Regions from separate parts of the Mus musculus genome. Here regions 2 and 3 are each linked to region 1. A link is a contact called in public HiChIP or PLAC-seq data. All regions are on one chromosome and are shown on one strand. The core of a region is the stretch at or near the end of the contact, and the rest is flanking DNA. Distances in the headings are between cores, read along the strand shown.

What was found. HiChIP or PLAC-seq counts read pairs in DNA pulled down with a chosen protein or histone mark.
Region 2: an H3K27ac HiChIP or PLAC-seq map of embryonic stem cells shows a contact between it and region 1, with 4 times the contacts expected there. The contact joins two enhancer-like sites. A contact is called at or near these places in 6 of 39 promoter capture datasets (3T3-L1-derived adipocytes, the C10 cell line, the SN4741 cell line and 3 more), 4 of 484 Hi-C or Micro-C datasets (the CH12 cell line, bone marrow-derived macrophages, cerebellum and 1 more), 8 of 115 datasets of contacts at active chromatin or transcription factors (astrocytes, embryonic basal ganglia, embryonic forebrain and 3 more) and 1 of 9 other capture datasets (embryonic stem cells).
Region 3: a contact with region 1 is called in an H3K27ac HiChIP or PLAC-seq map of extraembryonic endoderm stem cells, with 6 times the contacts expected there. The contact joins the promoter of Nipsnap1 here to the enhancer-like site in region 1. A contact is called at or near these places in 5 of 39 promoter capture datasets (the C10 cell line, embryonic stem cells, frontonasal cranial neural crest and 2 more), 2 of 15 datasets of contacts at CTCF or cohesin (large pre-B cells and stem cell-derived epiblast-like cells), 8 of 484 Hi-C or Micro-C datasets (the G1E-ER4 cell line, cerebellum, embryonic fibroblasts and 5 more), 12 of 115 datasets of contacts at active chromatin or transcription factors (the 230-238 cell line, embryonic basal ganglia, embryonic forebrain and 7 more) and 2 of 9 other capture datasets (macrophages and pancreatic islet).

What each region holds. Positions count from the first base shown.
Region 1 is chr11:4,267,944-4,272,807 of GRCm38.p6, reverse strand. Lif (leukemia inhibitory factor) reads right to left here. Exons shown (of 4, transcript NM_008501.2): 3 at 4,443-4,624; 4 at 294-3,884. The coding sequence ends at 3,474. Among named protein-coding and RNA genes, the nearest start is that of Lif, 13 kb to the right of the region's middle. Within about 2 kb of position 1,452, at least 77 of the 459 cell types and tissues checked have an H3K27ac peak or open chromatin away from gene starts, as enhancers often do. A contact at or near this core is called in embryonic fibroblasts, embryonic stem cells, extraembryonic endoderm stem cells and 2 more, where this site is marked.
Region 2 is chr11:4,801,368-4,806,446 of GRCm38.p6, reverse strand. It overlaps Nf2 (neurofibromin 2), which reads left to right. Exons shown (of 17, transcript NM_001252250.1): 6 at 111-193; 7 at 2,694-2,769. Among named protein-coding and RNA genes, the nearest start is that of Nf2, 46 kb to the left of the region's middle. Within about 2 kb of position 3,321, at least 95 of the 459 cell types and tissues checked have an H3K27ac peak or open chromatin away from gene starts, as enhancers often do. A contact at or near this core is called in embryonic stem cells, where this site is marked.
Region 3 is chr11:4,870,888-4,875,956 of GRCm38.p6, reverse strand. It overlaps Nipsnap1 (nipsnap homolog 1), which reads right to left and starts at 2,006. Exons shown (of 10, transcript NM_008698.3): 1 at 1,854-2,006. The coding sequence starts at 1,951.

The DNA of each region.
Region 1 (4,864 bases), core at 203-2,702:
TTACTCTGGATATTCAGTTCCTCGCTCTGGGCTTCAGTTCTCTCCTCAGCTAACCGGGAACAAACTGGCTGTTGTGCTTAGTGAGATGTCACACCAGTACCCATGGAAGCCATCGGTCCCCTCTCTTAGTGGCACCTCATATTCTAAACACCACTCACTGTTATTTCTGGGCCCAAATACCACCCTCCTACCCCTCCTGGACCGATGGAGGAAATCTCATCTTCCAATCCTCCTATAGTCCCAACAGGAGGTTCCCCCACAAGCCCTCACCAAATCAATGCACTCCAGAAGGCTCAACAAGAATGAGTTCTTTATTATTTCATTTTTTCTTTAAAAAAAAAAGACACTCCTTCAGTATAAAAAATAAATATTTTAAATATGACATTGAATAAATAAAAATAATCTGTCAGTATGAAACATTCCCACAGGGTACATTCATCAAAGAGGAATTTGTCACCCAAGGCCAAGTCCCTTCCAAAGGAAAGGAAAGAGGGAGAGCAGCAGTGCAAAGGAGAGGCTGGGCTGGGACTGGGGAGTCATCCGAATGCAGACAGCCATATCATTTCCCTTCTGAAGCCGCTACCATGCAAGACTCCGGGGTCCTGGCCCACATACCATGTCTGCTCCAGAGAGCAGGCAAAGCAGAGCTGGGTTGCTTGAGTCGGGATCAAGGACACAGAAATAGACAAGAGTGGGGGGAGGGGGGCAGACCAGTAAACTCTCAGTGCTTTCAGGTTTGAAGTTTTAAATAATAAATAAAGGCCCCTTTGCTTCTCTCTGGATAAACTGCAAAATGCCCCATCCCTTTTTCTCTGGTCCAGACACACTACCTACTATGCTCGGTGGAAGTCAATGCTTCCAGGTGAAAGATGTCAGGTGAGCAACTACCTGCCCCTAAAGTCTGTTTTCCCCAAAGGCTCAATGGTTCTGGGATGCTGGGCAACTGATGGAGTAAGACGCAGGTAGGTGGTTGCGTTGGGGGGACGGGGGCGTGCACGGAGAGAGTCCATTGGTCCCTGAGCCTTCAAAGCTGCCAGGTGGGCGGAGCCCAGAGAGTCCAAGTCCATACAAATGTGAAGTGATGACAAAGCCCAACAGGCCCCAGGCTGTGGCATCATCTTGGCTTTTAGACAAATTGACTCTCAGCTTGGAGAAGGGCAGCCAGTCCTGAGATGAGCCTGACGCAGCAACAGGAGTACGGTGGAGTAACTTTGTCGCTGACACGCGTGGCCCCCACCATAGTCTCCTTGCTGCATCTATGGTTCCAGGCCTTTCCTAAGCCAGAGCTCCAGGGCCTGTCCACCTGCCGTCCAGGTAAAGTGCTTAGAGAGTGACAGAGAAAGGTGCAAAACCGCGTGAAGCAGAATCCCACTGCTGAACTGCTAAGGACCGCCCTGTTCAGAGCCTGAGAGGCAGGCAGCTAGCTCTGTAGTCAGCCACTGCCCCAGCTTGGCTGCCTTCCTCCCTACCCTGCTCCCAGATCGAGGGCGTTCCTCTGCTTGCCTGGCCTCAGCACAAAGGAGAGATCAGATCGGATTCCCTGCCTGGGAGCCCAGACATGGGCGGGAGTGGGAAGGCAGCGATGAAGCAAGGACCACAGCTTCCTGGTCTGTGTCCCAGGCGTCTCGGGCCTTGATCTCCCCTTCTCTGGCGCACTGGGCAGCTGTTCAGGCCCAGTTCAGGGCCTGCACTGCTCCAACCTCCTGTATTCACCCTCTGTGGGTGTTCGGGCCACCCGAGGAGCTTCCATGCTGGTCGAAAGCACGCTGGGTGCCGGGTCAGGATGTTTCAGCACTCCTCAGCTACGATTTGAGGAAGGAATCAGTTTTGCCCAAGGTTCCAGAGCCATTCACTTCATTATGAATGGTGCACCGCATAGCAGGAATCTAGGGGGTGCCAGAGAGCTCAGTGGGACAAAACAACAAGAAACTGTTCCACCCCCTTGGAGACCAGAGGGAGAAGGGGGGGGGGCGGGGAGAGAGAGAGAGAGACAGAGACAGAGAGAGACAAAGAGACAGAGACACAGAGACAGACAGAGACAGACTCGGAGAGACAGAGACAGAAGCAGAGAGACAAACTGGCCCAGCTTTTTCTGGGGGACCCTGACACCCTAAAAGTGAGTCACAGTGGGAGACAGAGGAGCTAGCCAGCTCTCTGATTTGACCCATGAGCTGCACCTGTAACAATCATGTGCCTCCAGACCAGGCCCCACTAGGTGGAGAGTCTCGGCCCCAGCTCCCATGGAAGGAGCCTCATACCATTTCGGGGAATTAACTTTGCCATTTAAAGCACCAATAAGTTAATATAAATAGGACATAGTAATAAATAGACAGCTGTGCTGGATCAAACACAGCACTCTGGGCCTCATCTTCCCTGAGACCCTGACCTCAAGTTCTGCTTCTCCATGCTCCAGGGACCCAAGACAGCCCTCTGGTCCCCTTCAAGTACCTTTGCGACCTCCGGGGCCTCAGACCCGACATTCTACTTTATGCTACCTGTCTGTCTGCTCAAGATCACCTGTTCTCAGGGGTTGAGAAGCAGATGAGAGCTGCAGTCGGCTACTGCCTCAGCAATGGCTGGCTGCCTTGCTCCTTCCCTGACTCCTAGACAGTTAGAGGTCCTTCCCCGGGAGGACTCTGGGAACCTGCCTTTGCAGCCTGCCTCTTCCTGCCTGCACACACCTCACCTCTAGGTCCAGCTGGCAGACCCCAACCACGCCAGGCTGTGGGGGGAACTGCATAGAAGCTAACCGAGTTCGTCAGGCTTTGACAACTGGAAGCTGGCCGCTGTGCTTCTGTGGGAGCCTGAACACTGGTGACCTAGACTCTTCCATCTGACAGTCTCTAAGCCTGAACTCTCTCATCCAACTCAAGAGAAGACACATTCCATCATTCCACCCCAGGGTACCCTTCCACCCACAAAACTTATAAAATAAAATAAAATAAAATAAAATAAAATAAAATAAAAGGATTCCTTCTGGATCCCAGTCCCCTTAGCTCTCTCACATCCCAACCAAGCCTTCCAAAGTTTCTCTGAGAGACAGCAAAGGACCAGATGATGGTGACTCTGTAGGGGTCTAGGACACTTCCCAGCCCTTTGCTGTCTGCTGTAGACAACTTGTGCAGCTTGTTCATACACCCAGCAAGCAAGGGGCTGAGTGAGTGAGTGAGTGAGTGAGTGAGAGTGAGTGAGTGAGTGAGTGAGACAGAAATCTCTCAGACCAACACCCTCATTGCCATTTCTAGCTGGTGCTGGGCTGTATAGAAGCTCTGCCTATGGAAGTTTCAACTTTGCCAGATTCCATCATGGCCCAGCCCAGAGTGCAGTGAGTACCTGGAAATCCCTGGGGTCTGCCAGCAGCCCCGTTTTGCATTTAACAATGTCCCAAACCCCAGCACATTTTGAGCCCCCTCCCCACCTCCGGATCCTGCTCCTGAGGTCCCTCAGTCCATGGTACATTCAAGACCTCCTCTCTAGAAGGCCTGGACCACCACACTTATGACTTGCTTGTATGTCCCCAGAAGCTGGCAACCCAACTTTTTCCTTTGGAAGGCTTCTTTGTCAGAGTGGTCGGGGACAGGTGGCACATCCACGTGGCCCACACGGTACTTGTTGCACAGACGGCAAAGCACATTGCTGAGGAGGCCCCTCATGACGTCTATAGTAGCATTGAGCTTGACCTGGAGGCTCACGGCAGTGGGGTTCAGGACCTTCTGGTCCCGGGTGATATTGGTCAGGGAGGCGCTCAGGTATGCGACCATCCGATACAGCTCCACCAACTTGGTCTTCTCTGTCCCGTTGCCATGGAAAGATGGGAAGTCTGTCATGTTAGGCGCACATAGCTTTTCCACGTTGTTGGGAAACGGCTCCCCTTGAGCTGTGTACTGCAGAAGAGAGGAGAGGTGATGTGGGAGTCAGGGTGAGTGTTCTAGCCCGCCACCAACCCTTGGGGCAAGCTCTTGCACTTCTGTTTCCCCACCTGTGACATGGGGACTCCACTTGCTGCCCTGTAGGCAACTAGAATCATTAGTCAGCAATGATCAGAAATGTGAACTCACTCACCAAGGTCACGGTGACATAAATGGATAGAGGAAATGTGGCATGTCGCAGGTGTCACCTCAGCCAGAACACCACATACACTTGCACTTTCAGTCACCCCAGCCTCTTCCTGGGCCCCCCACACACACTGCTTTCAATGACACCTCCCTGTCCATTCACTGCATAGCCTCTTCTTTGGTACCCTGAGCCATGGGACAAGACAGAAAGCACAGTCCCCGCCGCTCACCCCAACTTGCTGGCGAGTGGTGCCCACCAGTCTCTGTGCTTTGGCTAGGGTGTGGGGAGGGAGCCATGGGTTCCCACAGCGCTCTTCCAGCTCTGAAGGGCACCCCTCCGGGCCAGGCAGCCCCCCCCTTCCTCAGTACCCCAGGAAAGTAACTTACATAGGAAATGAAGAGAGCATTGGCGCTGCCATTGAGCTGTGCCAGTTGATTCTTGATCTGGTTCATGAGGTTGCCGTGGCATGGGTGGCGTATGGCACAGGTGGCATTTACAGGGGTGATGGGAAGAGGGCTCCCTGCCCCGTGTTTCCAGTGCAGAACCAGCAGCAGTAAGGGCACAATCCCTGGAAGAGACACGGAGGGTGACTGGAAAGGCAAGAAGCCTGGCTGAGGGTCACGGCACGGGGGTTGGGGGGGCACCTCAGCGAGGCCCTTCCTGCCCCCTCCCACCCTCCATCAGCCTTTAGTCTCCTGCTCTACTGAGGTTCCCTGGCTCTCTGGCTTTCTCTTTCCCTGCTCCCAGGCCTCAGTTTCCCCATCTATGCCACTGGATTAAGAGGCAAGGTATCAAGGTGGGAGCCATT
Region 2 (5,079 bases), core at 2,072-4,571, 530 kb before region 1:
TTTTAAAAATAGCTCTGTTGTTTTGTAAAAATGAGCCATAATAATAAAAATGGCAAACAATACCCAGACTTGCTTTGCATGTGGGCTTTTCTTTTGCTGTCTTTTGGTAGGTGATAAATCTCTATCAGATGACTCCGGAAATGTGGGAGGAGAGAATTACGGCTTGGTATGCGGAGCACCGGGGCAGAGCCAGGTGAGGCTGCTTCATCCTTGGTTTATAGTCCTTCATGCCTCCTCCCCTACCCTTAAAGAACTGTAAAACTAGGGTGTGCTCACTGGACACAATACAGTCCTGAAGTATATAAAACAAGCCAGAGCTGGAATAATGTTGCTCTTCAGTTTTATGTACATCCTTATTGTAGTGTGGGCATGTGACAGTCTGGATGTGTGGCTCAGTGGTAGAGAGCTTGCCTAGCATGCGTGAGACCCTGGGTTGAAACCTAGGGTGTACAAACCCGGTGCGCTCGGTGGCAGTTTAGCTGAACACTGTCTGGAGCCCTTTGTTTTTGCATTCAGGCATGTGTTGATGGCACTTAGAATCCCTGCATGCTTTCCCCTTTACAGAAAGCTCTGCAGTGCACAGTCTCATCTTGGTACACAAGTCCAGAGGGTGAGTTGTGTTTTGGTAGGTGACACTAAGGAAAATTTTTTACCTTTTGGCACATGTCCATCAGCAGTATTAGAATGTTCCTATTGCCCTATGTTTTTAGTCAATCTGCAATTTTACTAAATTAAAATTAAAACACAATCTGGGTGGTAGTGGCACAAACTTTTTATCCCAGCACTCAGGAGGCAGAGGTAGGTGTTCTCTGTGAGTTGAGGCCAACCTGGTCTATAGAACGAATTCCAGGACAGCCAGGGCTACACAGAGAAACCCTGTCTCAAATAAAATAAAACACTAAAATGTATAGTTTGTTTTAAGTATTCCCTTGGTAGTTTCAGCTATTGATCATCTCTGTGTTAGGCGCCCTACCCCAGTCCTTCAAATCAGCTTCCTGCTATATTTTTTTCTTCAGATTTATTTTGTGTATATGGCTATTTTTCCTACATGTATGTCTGTGTACCATGTGCATGCAAGGTGACTGAGGAGGCCGGAAGAGGGCACTGGAACTGAATGGTTGTGGGACTCTGGTGGGTGCTAGGAATTACTAGGCCCTCATGAAGAGCAGTCAGTGCTCTTAACACTGAGCCATCTCTCTAGCTCCTGTATCTTTATTTTTTGTTTATACCCACCAAATAGACAGATTTTGAGTATACTACTTGATTATTTACCACAAAATGGTAAGTAAGAACTAGACGATGACTCAGAGATACCTATTTCACCAATTTCTTTCTTTTTCTTTTTGAGTCATTATCTAGAGCTGACTATGTGTTCTCCAGGCTGGCCCTCACCCACGGAAATCTACCTGCCTCTGCTCAGTGCTGGCATTAAAAGCTTGTGTAACCGTGCCCAGCCCAGTTCCCCCAATTTCTAATTAGTGCTCACATCGATTAGTTTTGCCCTCCCTTACTGTCCATTGTTATATTACTATTTTGTAGCACTGAGGATGAAATACAAGGTCTCTCACATGCTAGGCAAGTAACTATTCTGCCACTGAGCTGCACCCATAAGCCACCATCAACCATTTTTAAACTTTAGATAAATAAAACCAATTTCTATTTTTAGTGCCACCTTTTCCTCAAGATCATCTTGTGAGATTTGAGTGCATGGCGTGTAGTGATATTTTCCCTCATTTTCATGACTGTGCAGAATTCCAGTATATTACTATAACAGATTATTTATCCCTTCTACTGTTGAAAGACTCCTAGGTTGTTGGGTTGTTTCTTGGTTTTTGCTGTTATAGGTAATGTTGAATAGTTTCCCAAAGTAATTGAATCACTTTGCATCAGCAGTGTATGTGATTTCTGGTTCTTCCGCCTGCCTGCCAACACTTGGCATTCTCTCAGGGTGAATTTTTAAATCCATTCGAGAGTGTTTCGAGATGAGAGAGAGGACAAGAACAAGGTCACAGGGAAGCTTGAGTTAAATACTTCAGTACTTTTACCTCTCAGGGAGTTTTCTGCAAGTCACTGCTGCATCCAGAGCTTGCTTTAAGCTCGACTTACAACACAGAAGCATTCACCTACTGGCCTGGGTTTTATGGCTCAGATAGTTCTTGCCTTAATCTTCAGCAGTAACCCAAGAGATAAAACCAGGAAAGTGGGTGTTGTCAGCTTCTAGAGAGGCCCCTTCATTACTGAAGCTCTAGGTTAAGGAAGTACACAGAGACAGGCAGTGACTTCGTGCATTTGAGGTCGGAAAGAATGAATGCACTGTGGCTTTGTTTTTTCTTTCTGCCAATGCCGGGGATGGAACCTAGAGCTTTGCGCATGCGGAGTGAGTGCTTTGCTGCTGAGCTACACTCCCAGCCCCCACGTTCTTTTTTTTAAATCACTTGAGACAGATGTCACTATTTACCAAGGCCAGAGTGTGAAATTGAAGCCAAGAGTCAGTGTAATGAATCTGTTTTCTTATTTTCACGGGGATGGGAATCTCTGGGTTGAGAAAAGTGTTGCTGTGTCTGGTCTGTCTCATCTTCTGCAGGTCCCTTCTATCTCACCAGAGGCATGCTCAGAATATTTGACTTGGCAAGAGTCTGTCCTTCATCCTTGTCACTTAGCCCTAATAATGGTGTCTTCTATTCTCCTCACAGGGATGAAGCTGAAATGGAGTATTTGAAGATAGCTCAGGACCTGGAGATGTATGGTGTGAACTACTTTACAATCCGGGTGCGTTGACTCCTTCCCCAGTTCCCTGGCTCTCAGAAAGACTGAGTCGAGGCCACACAGGCAGATGGGTCACTTCCTCATCCCAGGGTGCTTAGAGTCTTTATGGTTCAGTAGTAAAGAAGAAACGGGAAGACAAGGTCGAGAGCCTGGTTTCATTTGGGGCTTCGAATTAGATCAGAAATAGATCAAATTAAGTGTCATTGGTACCCTGAGGGACTCAGGCCCGGTTCTCTTCTTAGCAGAGACCTGTTGGAATGCTGGCCATGTAATGTTTGATTATTCCGGCCTCTTGGGAAATCCAAGGAGCACCTGGAAATAATGTCTTTCCCCGGGGCCCACTGCTCTTAGAGATTCCTAATTTGTTTGGGTGGAACTCTTGTTCTCACTGTGAGGCTAATTAGTTTTCTATTCAGACCATTAATGGTCTGCAGGCCTCCGGGAACCATGCCTCTGCAGAGAAAGGCATTTGTGTTCTGTTCAGGTCTGGCCCTAGAGCGTGTTTCTCGCTCGTTGGGGGATTTGGCTGCTGGCTGCGGTATTCATGGCTTCCTCCAGAGGAGCACATGCCAAGTACCGGGCTTTTCCTCACTGCTGGGTGGCGGGTGCCAGGAAGCTTGGCTACAGAGGAGTAGCCATTGAAGGTCAGCTGCAGCCATCCCCTGGACTATCCCACAAACTCTTTGCTTCCCCCTTTTGGGGTCCTACAGACAGCCTTTATGTTAACGTTGAGTAAATTGAATTAAGCATGATTTCAGTATTCTAGGATAGCTTTCTACTTAATTTGTTTCCTAAATGCAGGTTTTTGTGGATTTTTTTTTTTTTTTTTTTTTTTTGCATTAAAAATCAGGGCATAAGCCGGGTGTGGTGGTGCACGCCTTTAATCCCAGCACTTGGGAGGCAGAGGCAGGCAGATTTCTGAGTTCAAGGCCAGCCTGGTCTACAGAGTGAGTTCCAGGACAGCCAGGGCTACACAGAGAAACCCTGTCTCAAAAAAAACCCAAAAGGCTGGTGAGATGGCTCAGTAGCTAAGAACACTGACTGCTCTTCCAAAGGTCCTGAGTTCAGGAACCACATGGTGGCTCACAACCACCGGTAATGAGATCTGACGCCCTCTTCTGGTGTCTGAAGACAGCTACAGTGTACTTATGTATAACAATAAATAAACATCTTAAAAAAAACTTTAAAAACAAAACAAAAAACAAACAAACAAACAAAAAAACCAGGGCACACTGAAATGTACTACCACAATAAGCAAGGGCCTAAAAGATATTTTACTTGTAGCAGGACCTGAGTTCAAGTCCCAGCTCGTGGTTTGGGAGGCTCACAATTGCCTGACATTCCAGCTCCAGGGGATCTGAGGCCTGTGGATTCTGAGGGCACTTGCACTTATGTGCACAGACACAGAAATACGTAACTAAAAACCATCAAAATAAGAACAAATCTTTAAAAAAATAAGAATAAAAAAGAATGCAGAAGGTTGTTTCTCGTGTGTCATGAGGGCCAGTGAGATGGAGTAGTAGATAGGCAATTGCTGCCAGGCCTGACATGCTGAGTTCAGGTCATGGAATTCACACGGTGAAAGGAGAGAACTCTTGTTCTTACTGTACGGCACATGGTCCTATGATCTTCACATGTGTGCTGTGGCATAAGCATGCATTCACACAACACACACAAATTAGTAAGTATTAAATAATTAAAAGTTTTATTAGTTTGTGTTTGACATCTGTTTCTTTGAGGTTAGACTAATGCATTTCTGTGGTTTTGTCTCTTGCCCACCACCAACATTAATTGTTTAAAAGAAAAAAGCATTTGCAATCCTTAGAAAATGGATTTCTTGGGCTAGGCAGTGGTAACACACACTTTTAATCTGAGCACTCAGGAGGCAGAGGCAGGCAGATCTCTGTGAGTTGAAAAGTGAGTTTGAAGTCAGCCTGGTCTATAGAGTGAGTTCCAGGAGAGCCAGGACTAACACAGAAAAACCTCTCTGAAAACCAAAACAGAATTTCTTACAAATTTATTTTACTTAGAGGAGGAAAAAAATATATATTTGTATATTTTGTTGTATTTATTTGTTTATCTATGTTTGTGGTGGTGGGCAGAGGACAACATGCTAGAATTCTCTTCTACCAAGTGGGTCCTGGGGTCAGACTGAGGTCAAGTTATCGGGTATAAGCATGTTGATCCACTAAGCTATCTCAGCAGTCCAAAAACCAGCTTATTAAGGAATATTTCTACATTAATTAGATGAGCATTTACTAGTTTTTATATGTTTTTATGTTGAACAATAAAGTTAGTGACTTTATGTTAGAC
Region 3 (5,069 bases), core at 757-3,256, 600 kb before region 1:
ACAAGTGTTCATTTGCATATGCACACAAAGTAGTTTTTAAATTATGTTATGTGTTGGTTTTTGCCTGCATGGGCATCACTTGCACACCTGGACCAGGCCGGAAGAAGGCCTGGAAGTAGAGTAACAGGCAGCTGTGAACCAGTGCATGCGTGAGTGCACATGCGCTGGGAATCAACCTCTGTACTCTTAAAGAGCCAGTGCTCAGAAGTGTGAGCCATGTCTCTAGTCCTCAGAATAACTTTTGTTTGTTTGACTTTCTATGTAGTCCTAACTGTCTTGGAGCTGGGTATGTAGAACTATGAGGGCTTCCAACCCAGAGATCCTCCTGCCTCTGCCTTTTAAGTACTGGAATTAAAGGTGCATGCTGCCACACCTGGCCCAAAATAATTTTTTTTTCCTTTTGGTTTTTGAGACAGGGTCTCTCTGTGTAGCCCTGGCTGTCCTGGAACTCACTTTGTAGACCAGACTGGCCTTGAACTCCAAGATCTGATTGCCTTGAGTGCTTGAATTGAAGTCATGCACCACCTCTAGGCTTAAAATATTTTTTTAAATGTTATAAAAGATTATTTTTCTGGATATCCTTTCTCACAATGACAGAAATTGTTTGAGGCATAAGCATGGTCTCTTTAATCCAATGAGGGCTGGAGATGTCATTGTTTACTTGGTGGAGAGAGCACTACATTAGCCTAGCATACCTAAACTCCTGAGTTCTCTTCCTAGCAATAGAAAACAAGGCTATCAGACACATCCTATTTTCTCCTCCTACCCAAGGTCATCCCTCCAGAAAAGGCTGAGTTTACAAGGTACACTCTAGGCTTTTTTCCCATTGTCGGCTTCTCTCTCATTACCCAGCACGGAAGTGAAGGGCACGCGTCCCAACTCTTCTATCCGTGCTTTCCTAATGTGCACAGCGATCTAACGGAACTCCATGGCCACATTCTTGGGCTGGGGCAGGAGTAACGCAGGTCCCTTTCCACAGGTGTGAGGGCAGGTGTTCCACTTCTTTAGCTAATGCTTTTTGCACAAACCCTGTCCTAAAACTTGTGAGGGTGTGGGGCTGGGGAAACAGGAGAGCAGGGTCAGAAGTGCTCCGGGTGATAGGTGCAGAGATGGGGGTAGCACCGGGCGTGGCATCGAGGAGGGAGGAGCAGCCCAGAGCCAGTCAGGGGAAGGAAGCCAAGCTCTCCAAAGCCAGAATTGAGCCTCTCTCCTAGGAGGCCACCAGCCGTGGTACAAAGTGCAGAGTGCATCGTAAGACCTGGGTCCTAACATCCAGAGCTGCCTCCACATGGCACGGACGCTGACCTTGAACAGCTCCCACCCCACTCTGTTGACCCACCTGTACAAAGCAGGGTGCGGAATCACTTTGGGAATTCCCACCGTACCCCCAGTCCTCCTCTCCTTCCAAAACTTTCTGCTGGCTCAGAAGACCCCAGCGCGTGCTAAACCACAAAGGCCAGGCAAAAGGCTGCCAATATCCTCTGCCTTCGTCCGGGATCCAGGGCTCAAAACCTGTCCCTCCCACTCACCTCATTTTTTATTCTCAGCCCAGATCCAGGTCCCAAACAGGACAAAGAACCTGCCCAGCTAGGCATGGTAGTGCACACCCTCACTATCTGGGAGGCAGAGGCAAGAAGATTCCGAGGTCGAATCACATGTAGTACGAACCTGTTTAAAAACCAAAACCATCCCCATACCTTTTCACCTTCCCCATTCTTTCTCAGCCTCAGGCCTACATCCTGGTAGCTCTCTGCCTCTAACCCCTCAATTCCAAATCCGAGAGTCTGTTTTTCATTCCAGCCCCCTCCCCTGCTCCTGTTCCGGGCACGCAGTCAGCCCCGTCGGCCTCTCACCGCACAGCACCCGCAGCCGCGAGGTCCCCAGCACGGGGTCTCGGCTTCGTGAATAGCCGCCGTGCCGCTGCAGAGATGATGCACAACCGCGGAGCCATGTTGGACCGGAGCAGGTTGGAGGAAAGCCACGCCTCAGCCCAGTGGCTGGGGGCAGGACTAGAGAAAACCACGCCCTCCCCTCGCCAGCTTCCCTTTCAAACACAAGCAGGTGGGAGTCCCCCAACTCTACAGTTGCACAGTCCATACCCACACCTCCGAGCTCTTGAAACTCTGCAGCTAACTAGTTCTGTTCTCTTCAACGACCTTTTCCCCTCTGTACCTGGGAATTCATCTCGATAATCGCAGGGTTGTATGTCCTGGACATTCTGAGGATAAACTAAAGACAGTCTTTATACCCCTAAAATTGTTCACAAACTATGTGAGTTCCCTTCCTCCTTGGGTGCTGGAGGTGGAGCCCAGGACCTCACACATGGCTTGGCAAATGTTCTGTCTACATCTTGTGTTCTTCTGTGTCAAGGCATCAACAGACAATATTTGTCTATTCAAAAGAACAAAATCTATAACAATTTTTAAAAGAGAGAGAGAGAGAGAGCCTGGGGGGGGTCCAGAAGCCTCAAATATCCTGGAACTGGAGTTTAAAGGAGATTTTGAGGCACTCTAATGGGTACTGGGATCCAAACTCAGGTCTCCTCCAAGAGCTTTTAAAGGCAGAACTGTCTCTTTAACCATTTAAAACAGATGGACAAGACTCTGAGCAAGCAGGATGCTCTTTCTCCAAAGCCCGAGTGTGATGGTGCACTTAAGAGGCTGAGACGAACTGGGCAGTGGTGGCGCATGCCTTTAATACCAGCACTCGGGAGACAGGCGGATTTCTGAGTTCGAGGCCAGCCTGGTCTACAAAGTGGGTTCCAGGACAGCCAGGGCTATACAGAGAAACCCTGTCTCGAAAAACAAAATAAAACAAAACAAAACAACAACAAAAAGAGACTACGGAATTAAAACAACAAACAAAAAACATTTTCTCTTCACTGTCTATTCACCTGGAGGCTCTATATTTGCTTTCTCAGCCCACACAGAGATGGATCCCTTCTGATCCCCTGGGGGACACAGGGACAGAGACACACCAACGGGGGAGTGGGGTGGGGGAGGATGCCAAGCCACCGACTGTAATTCGGTGCAGGGGATTTACAGCCGGTATAACTAACTTCCGGAGTGCTTCAAACTGTGAGTCTGGCAAGTTAGGTCTCATCTAAGATCTTGAGACAGCAAAGGTTGGCTGAACAAGTCCTATCTGTACTTCTTGGCAGCCAAGGCCTGGTGGAGCAGACAAATCACTCCAATCACTGCTGACTGAAACCTCCAAGGCAGAGATGTTAGCCATGCCCCGCCCCCTCCATCAGCTAGGCTACTGGCAAGTGAGCCCCAAGGATCTCCTTGTCTATGCTTCCCCAACATTGGGATTACAAGCAACCTCTCCTGCTGTGGTGCTGGGAATCGAACTAAGGTCTTTGGGCTTATACTAACGTGACCCAGTCCGTGGGTCAGACAACAGGGTGAGAGAGAGAGAGAGAGAGAGAGAGAGGGAGAGAGAGAGAGAGAGAGAGAGAGAGAGAGAGAGAGAGAGAGAGAGAGAGAACTGAGGGGGCAAGAGATGTGAAGAATGGAGTGGAGACAAGACAGCCTGTCTGATCAAGTCTCCAGTCTCCAGTCTCATTTATTGTAAGGCAGCTATGGGTATATATAAGCACAAGCTGGGGTGGGGTGCAGCTGGAGACACTTAACCACAAGTCCAGGATGTATAGGAGAAAAACAAGATGTTATCAGAGTGTGTTCAGCTGTGGTGGGCTTCTTGTAAAACCAGCCTGCTAGGAAAACCAGTCTCTTGTCAGGGTGGACAAGCACCACCTGTAGGTAAACAGCCCAAGATGGCTGCAGAGATGGTAGCCGCTTTCTGCTAGGAGTCGGCTTCCAACACTAACTGAGCTATCCTCAACCCAGCCATTTAAATTTCAACTATGTGGGAGTTTGGATGGGAACGACCATCTTAGGCTCACATATGTTTGAATATTTGGTGTCCAGCTGGTGGAGCTATCTGGGAAGGACTAGAAGCGTGGCCTTGGTTGAAGAGCTATGTCATTATGTGCAGGTTTTGAGGTTTCAAACACCCACAGCCATTTCTATCACCTCTCCTGTGGATCAAGATGTGATCTCTCAGTTACTGCTCCAGCACTGCGCCTGTCTTATCTGCTGCCATGCCTCCTGCTATCATGGTCATGAACTCTAAGCCTCTGGAACATATGTAAGCCCACAACAAACTCTACAAATATTGCCTTAATCATGGGTTTTATCACAGCAATAGAAAAGCACCTGAGATAAACTGTGATTCTTTTTCCCCCTTTTTTATTTAATTTTGTGTGTATGTGTGCATGCAGGAATGTATGTATGTGTACCACATCTATGTAGTGCCCAAGGAGGTGAGAAGAGGCACCATGTAGTCTGGAAGTTACAGATGGTTGTGAGCCAGGATGAGGGCGCTGGAAACCAAACGCAGGTCCTCTGCAAGAGCAGCCAATGCACTTAATGCTGACCCATCTCTCCAGCCCTTCCTTTGAGTTTTTGTTTTGTTTTGTTTTGTTTTGTTTGTTTTTGTTTTTGGCTTTTTCCAGACAGGGTTTCTCTGTATAGCCCTGGCTGCCCTCGAACTCACTCTGTAGACCAGGCTGGCCTCAAACTCAGAAATACCCCTGCCTCTGCCTCCCAAATGCTGGGACTAAAGGCGTGCGCCACCACTGCCCAGCAAATGTGTAGCCCAGGCTGGCTTCGAACTCGTGATCCTCCTGCCTCTGCCTCTGCCTCTGCCTCTGCCTCTGCCTCTGCCTCTGCCTCTGCCTCTGCCTCTGCCTCTGCCTCTGCCTCTGCCTCTGCCTCTGCCTCTGCCTCTGCCTCTGCTGCCCTTTGAGTTTTCTTAAGATGCTACTATGAACACACATTATTTTGTATGATTTATTTACAAAGGAAACTGTGTATCAACATGATAAACAGAACCAGAATCAGTTGTCCCAGCAGGTGGAAACATGGAAATAAATGCAGTGTTGAGGACTGTAGCCCAGTCAGCAGGCTGCCAGCCTGTAGCTCCTGCTCTGTGAGAGCAAAGTGGAGCACACAAAGGGTAACAGAGACACTACAGGACGTTAGAAGTCAGTGTGGCCGGGCATG